2 separate regions of the Podarcis muralis genome follow, and region 1 is linked to region 2. Evidence: chromatin contacts called from public Hi-C data. All regions are on one chromosome and are shown on one strand. Each heading gives the region's core, a stretch centred on a gene start, on an enhancer-like site or on the middle of the called end of the contact. The rest is flanking DNA. Distances are from core to core; before and after follow the strand shown.

Region 1 (3,436 bases), core at 468-2,967, 370 kb after region 2:
GTCTCAACCTGCGTACCAGATGGAGCTGGTAGACAGCTGCCTTGGGCACAAAACTGACCTGTACCTCCATGGACAGCTGTGAGTCCAAAATGACTCCTAGGCTGCGCACCTGGTTCTTCAGGGGCACAGTTACCCCATTCAGGACCAGGGAGTCCCCCACACCCGCCCGCCCCCTGTCCCCCAAGAACAGTATTTCTGTCTTGTCAGGATTCAACCTCAATCTGTTAGCCACCATCCATCCTCCCACTGCCTCCAGCACTCACCTTCACTGCCTTCACTGGTTCTGATTTAAAGGAGAGGTAGAGCTGGGTATCATCCGCATACTGATGACCACCCAGCCCAAACCCCCTGATGATCTCTCCCAGCGGCTTCATATAAATGTTAAAAATCATGGGGGAGAGGATGGAATCCTGATGGATGCTTTGGTTGAGATTTCTGCATTGCAGGGGGATATCTAGATAATCCTCGATGTCCCTTCCGACTTTCTGGTTCCATGAACACCTAGAGGCCCACACAGTTCCCATCCCTAGTTTAGGGGGCACTGGTGTGCTACACTATGAAATGAAACCTTGCCAAGCATTCTGTTTCAATGTGTATTATTCCAGAAAATATGCTGTCGTTATCCAGAGGGAGCCGGAATATCAATGCATTTATTTTACTACATTATACCTAGGCAGTGCACAAAGGAGATGCTCAAAGCAGCGTCTCTCTCTCTCTCTCTCTCTCTCTCTCTCTCTCTCTCTCTCTCTCTCTCTCTCTCAGCTGCCTCCACTGGCAATCCTGAAGCCAGATCATGATTGCTTAGTCAGTGGAAGGAAGCCCCATTGACTTCGGTGGAATTTAGGCATGCAATCACAGTGTTAATCGCATAATGTTCCCAAACCAGAGGCAAGGCGTTTTGAGGCTGACCTCTCTGAATTCTCTTGCTCCACCATGCCGTCCGCAAACAAGCCACTTCCTCCGGATCCTGGACTAACCCCAAATAATACACTCATCAGGATAAAGTGGCTTGCTTTATCCAAACGCAACGCTTCCAGATCAGCAGCAATACTAAGAAATGAAAGAATGAAAAACCACGCGTGGGCGTAGCCAGGGTTTTTGTTGTGGGGGCGGGGGCGGGGCAGAACCGACATGATTGGTCAGTTAGTTAAGTATTTCTAATGTTTTACTTGACAGGGGGGCGGGCAACTGCCTCCGCCCATGATACCATGGCTTTCAAGGAAGAGGCACAACTACGATATTGCAAAGGGTTTGGTGAACCTTACCCCAGAATCACAACGTAAAGCAAGCTCGCCGTGGCATAATAGTAAACAGCTCCGGGCAAATTGCTCTCCGTGGAGGCGTTTTGGTTTATTCCAACGCAGATTTAAACGTTTTATTGGGACAAGGGGGTTAACTTTCATTTCCTTCTGCAATACAGTATACGAATCGCGATACTGGGGGATTGGACTTGATTACCCTCCAATTTAGGTTCCCTTCCAACTCTACCATTCTATACTGTTAACAACTGTATAAAAATCCTTGAGGAGGAGGAGGTGGGGGAAAGGAGAATTTAAAAAGACTTGTTCAGAAATCCTTCACCACTAGGAGTAGTCGTGGCCGAGTGGTTAAGGCGATGGACTAGAAATCCATTGGGGTCTCCCCGCGCAGGTTCGAATCCTGCCGACTACGGTGCGGATTTATTTTTCAAAGGGCCAAACTTTTAATTGAAGCGCCTCGATCCCAGCAGGGCGGGGGTTTCCCGGAAGAACCAGGATGGGGCCGCCAGAGGCAGCGTAAGCCCAGCTCTTGGGAAGGGAAACTCGTGACACTCCGATCTCCTCCTCCTCCTGTTCGCCAGCCTTGCAACAGCAGCGGCACTTTCGCTGCGCGCAACTCCCAGCAAAGTCTGCGCTGCGCCGGTGGAGCTTTGGCGACGCCATGCAGCCCAGCTCGGGGCCTGCCGTGCTGGTCACCACCAGGTAAGGCGGCTTGCAGTGCGGGGGCCTCGCTTTGCTATGCCTGCCTGCCTCTTGCCGCTTCCCAAAGCGAGGAGGACGCGGGGTTCGGAGAGTTCAGGGGAGCCTTCCTGGCCTCGGGATCCAGATGTGCGCCTTGGGCCCGGCGCAGCAGCTGGCATGGGCTGCCTTTCCGCCTCCTGCCGAGCAGGACGAGCCTCGCTGCCTGCGCCTCCTGCCTCTCCAGTAGCGCCGCTTCCTTCCTTCTCCCCCGCGGCTCCCCTCTTCCCAAAGGGTAGCTGGTGCGTCAGGGCGCACGGGGATCTTTGCGCACCCGTCCGCCTGCTTCGGTTACAAGCAAGTCCAGAGCGCGTGGAACTGGCAGCCAGCTCCCTCCATCTTAGCCTTGGGTGGGTGGGGGGTTAATTTATTGTTCGGTGCATTGGTACCACCCCGCCTTTTTCTCCAAGGAGCTGGAGGGGGCGTGCATTTTATTGTTATTTTATACCGCCCTTCATTCAGGGATCACAGGGCAGTTTGCAATAGAAAAGCACAAAAAAACATTACATAGTAACAAAACAAAATCAGTACCCCCCCCCACTATGGTTCTCCCTCTCATTTAATTATTTATTTCCCCAGTTTATTCAAATGTTACAATACAGCTTTGTCCACTGCCATAATATCTCAGAATGACCGTTCCAATCCTCAGTCCCACATCACTGTTATGTTGGCTCCCCAAATACCCTCAATAGGAACCCAACTACCAATCTGGTTGATTAGTCATTGATGGTATGTGAGGTGTTCTGATAAAAAGGTAAAGGTACCCCTGCCCGTACAGGCCAGTCTTGACAGACTCTGGGGTTGTGCGCTCATCTCACTCAAGAGGCCGGGGGCCAGCGCTGTCCGGAGACACTTCCGGGTCACGTGGCCAGCGTGACAAGCTGCATCTGGCGAGCCAGCGCAGCACACGGAAACGCCGTTTACCTTCCCGGTATAAAGCGGTACCTATTTATCTACTTGCACCCGGGGGTGCTTTCGAACTGCTAGGTGGGCAGGCGCTGGGACCGAACGACGGGAGCACACCCCACCGCGGGGATTCGAACCACCGACCAAGCGATCGGCAAGTCCTAGGCGCTGAGGTTTTACCCACAGCGCCACCCGCATCCCATGAGGTGTTCTGATAGAGCAATGTTATTAACCCAAGCCTCTGTTGGTATATTAGAGGTTTCCTTTCATCATTGACAATAACTAGTCTACTGGTTGAACAGGAAGGAAATTAATTCCTTAGATTTAAAGGTAGAATTTGGGGTCAAATCTAGTGATAATAAGGCAAGTGCCAAATTAAGAGGGATTGATTGCTGGAGGTCAGACATGGACCATGGTACACCCCCACCAAACATGAATATAGGACCCTTGATCTCTACAGCCCTTCCAACATAATGGTGAGCTTGAAGAATTTTATCTTTGCAAGGCATGTGGGGGCCCAATGCCACCAAAAG
Region 2 (3,675 bases), core at 292-2,791:
ATCCCGTTTACCTGGGACCGAATCCGAGGAGGGGGGTGGGCTCCCCCCTCTGAGGAGAGGCACGAAGAAGCGGCGGCCTTTCCAACTACAGCCGCCGGGCTGGGAAGGCGAGGGCAGCAACAGCCCAGGGGAAAGCGGTCCTGAGGGAGGAGGAGGAAACGGCTCGGCGGCGTTTTTCGAGGGGGGAAACGCGGCCCTCGGGGAGAAGAAACCAGAAGCGCCTTACACTGAGAAGGAAGAAGGGCCCCCGCGAGGAGGCCTGAGGGGAAAAGCGCGCCGGGCCGCCCAAGGGCCGCGTGCGCCTCGCGAGGAGGCAGCCGGGCGCGAGGCGGCGAGTCGTTAAACGGCGCGGGAGGAAGCGGGCCTGAGGGACCAAGCGCCGCCGCCGCCGCCTTGACTCCGAAGGAAGGTTAAGAGGCGCGTCAACGGCAAAGGAAGGGGAGGTTAGGCCCGAGGGAACCGTTGGCTCTGCTCTTTCCGGAACGGTTGGCTTGGGGGGGGGGGTTAAGGTGGGCGCCCCCAGGGTTGGCACCTTTGGGGTGGCGTGGGCGGCTTCAGCGTTTTCACCTGGTGCTGAAGTGGGAGCGTTTCCAAGCAAGCCGTCGCCACGTTTTCTCCGGTGGAAATAGGGACGTCCCCTTCCGTCATGGGGTGCTTTTTTCTTTACGATTTATATTCCCACTCGTCTGACTGGGGGGGTCAGTCTGGGCGGCTCCCGACATATATTGAAACATAATAAAACATGAAACATTTTTTTTAAAGCACTTCCCTATGTAGGGTTGCCTTCAGACGGCTCGGAGGTCGGGTAGCGTCCTATCTTCCAACGTTTCTCCGATGAAAAAATGGACGTCCTATCATACCCTCCAACATTTTTCCAGTGAAAATTGGGACGTCCTACTGTAGCCTCCAACATTTCCCCATTGAAAATAGGGACCTCCTATCATACCCTCCAACATTTCCCCATTGAAAATAGGGACCTCCTATCATACCCTCCAACATTTCCCCAATGAAAATAGGGACGTCCTACTATACCTTCCAAGGGACACGGGTGGCGCTGTGGGTAAAAGCCTCAGCGCCTAGGGCTTGCCGATCGCATGGTTGGCGGTTCGAATCCCCACGGCGGGGTGCGCTCCCACTGCTCGGTCTCAGCGCCTGCCAACCTAGCAGTTCGAAAGCACCCCCAGGTGCAAGTAGATAAATAGGGACCGCTTACTAGCGGGAAGGTAAACGGCGTTTCCGTGTGCGGCTCTGGCTCGCCAGATGCAGCTTTGTCACACTGACCACGTGACCCAGAAGTGTCTCCGGACAGCGCTGGCCCCCGGCCTCTTGAGTGAGATGGGCGCACAACCCCAGAGTCTGGCAAGACTGGCCCGTACGGGCAGGGGTACCTTTACCTTTACCTTACTATACCTTCCAACATTTCCCCAATGAAAATACAGGCGGCCTACCATACCATCCAACTGAAAAGTATAGCTATGGTAAAGAGTTCCTTCCCATGTATCTCTAAACTGGAAAACCGTGAAACTGATTGTACTGCCTGAAATTCAGCCCTACTACACTCCATACCACGTTTTGAAGCCTTTCCAGCACAACCACTATAGCAGATAGGGAGGAGCAGTGCTTTTTTCCTTTAAAAAAATGTTTAGGAGTATGTACTCTCATTTCCCTATTCATATTGAAATACTACCCCTCAATGAGGCCAAACTAAGATCGACAAAATGTTTAGGGGTATGCGTACCCCCATGTACGCCTAGAAAAAAGCACTGGGGAGGAGGCATGTACTGCTTCAAGTACAGCCCCATATGGTAGCACAGTGTTAGCCTGTATCAAAATCATATTGGTTTTGAGCATACAGTGGTGCCTCGCAAGACGAAATTAATTCGTTCCGCAAGTCTCTTCGTCTTGCGAGTTTTTCGTCTTGCGATGCACGGTTTCCCATAGGAATGCATTGAAAATCAATTAATGCGTTCCTAGGGAAACCGACTTCAGACCAGGTCCGGGGACAGTCTGTCCCCCGACCTCTTCTGAAGGCTGGGGGGGGGACAAGGGCTTTTCTTCCCACCCCCAGCATTTTAAAAAACCCCGGGACAGCGGAGGACGTCTCCGCTGTCCGGGGCGATTTAAAAGCCCCTGGGAAGGCAGGCAGGGGGGACAAAGACTTTCGCCCCCGCCAGCCTTCAGAAGAGGTCCTGGACCTCTTCTGAAGGCTGGCGGGGGGCGAAAGTCTTTGCTCCCCCCCGCCTGCCTTCAAAAGCTGTCCGGCCCAGGCTTCGCGGACCTCTCCGCAAGCAGCGGCAGCGCTGCCGCTGCTTGCGGACAGGTGCCAGCATGCCGAAGCCTGCGCGTGCTGAGATCAGCGCGCCCAGGCTTCCCGCCCCGCCTCCCGGCATCGGGGCATTGTCCCGATGCCGGGCTGCGGCGGAGGCGTCCCCCCCCCCCGCCGCCCGGGATCGGGGCATCGTCCCGATGCCGGGCGGGGGGGGGAGGCGTTCCCGCCCCCCGCCGCCCGGGATCGGGGCATCGTCCCGATGGCGGGCGGGGGGGGGAGGCGTTCCCGCCCCCCGCCGCCCGGGATCGGGGCATCGTCCCGATGGCGGGCGGCGGGGGGAGGCATTCCCGCCCCGCCGCCCGGGATCGGGGCATCGTCCCGATGGCGCACGGCGGCGGAGGCGTCCCCCCCCCCGCCGCCCGGGATCAGGGCATCGTCCCAATGGCGCGCGGAGGCGTTCCCCCCCCGCCGCCCGGGATCGGGGCATCGTCCCGATGGCGGGCGGCGGGGGGAGGCGTTCCCGCCCCGCCGCCCGGGATCAGGGCATCGTCCCGATGGCGGGCGGCGGGGGGAGGCGTCCCTGCCCCGCCGCCCGGGATCGGGGCATCGTCCCGATGGCGCGCGGTGGCGGAGGCGTTCCCCCCCCGCCCGGGATCGGGGCATCGTCCCGATGGCGGGCGGCGGAGGAGGCGTTCCCGCCCCGCCGCCCGGCATCGGGGCATCGTCCCGATGGCGGGCGGCGGCGGAGGCGTTCCCCCCCCCCCCCCGCCCGGCATCGTGGCATCGTTCCGAAGCCCGGCGGCGGCGGGAGGAGGTGTCCCCGCCCCGCCACCAGGCTTCGGAGGAGGTCCAAGGACAGCGGGGAAGACGCGCTGCGCTTCCCCGCTGTCCCGGAGATTTCCCTATGGGCTGTCGTCTTGCGAAGCAAGCCCATACGGAAATTCGTTTTGCGAAGCGCCTCCAAAACGGAAAACCCTTTCGTCTAGCGGGTTTTCTGTCTTGCGAGGCGTTCGTCTTGCGAGGTACCACTGTACTCTGAGCTGATGGCCACACCTAGCCAGCCAGGCTTTAGAATTGTGCTTGTTCCCTGGAAAGCCTTGCTGTTTGCTTCTTTTTTTTCCCCCGCTGCCTTTTTGTGTGAGAAGCACTGTTCACAAAGTGAGCCTCTTGTTTGTAAAATAAATGGGCTCTGTTTGTTTTTTACTTGCACTGTTATTCTTTCATGTACTAAATTTTTTAAAAAATTTTTTCCAGTCCTGCATCAGTTTAGCCTCATCCAGAATGACTGTGATTAAAAATGTCTTTTTATGCTAAAATGGGACATGGATGGCGCTGTGGGTTAAACCACAGAGCCTAGGGCTTGCTGATCAGAAGGTCGGCAGTTTGGATTCCCGCGATGGGGTGAG

The links. A called contact is a pair of places that touch in the nucleus more often than the background predicts.
Region 1: a contact with region 2 is called in a Hi-C map of tail, with 6 times the contacts expected there. The contact joins the promoter of HS1BP3 here to the promoter of TDRD15 in region 2. A contact is called at or near these places in 2 of 3 Hi-C or Micro-C datasets (blood and tail).

What each region holds. Positions count from the first base shown.
Region 1 is chr3:102,062,649-102,066,084 of rPodMur119.hap1.1, forward strand. It overlaps HS1BP3 (HCLS1 binding protein 3), which reads left to right and starts at 1,718. Exons shown (of 8, transcript XR_003705764.2): 1 at 1,718-1,961. TRNAS-AGA (transfer RNA serine (anticodon AGA)) reads left to right here and starts at 1,590; the gene lies at 1,590-1,671.
Region 2 is chr3:101,696,415-101,700,089 of rPodMur119.hap1.1, forward strand. It overlaps TDRD15 (tudor domain containing 15), which reads right to left and starts at 1,542. Exons shown (of 5, transcript XM_077926405.1): 1 at 1,411-1,542; 2 at 568-1,032.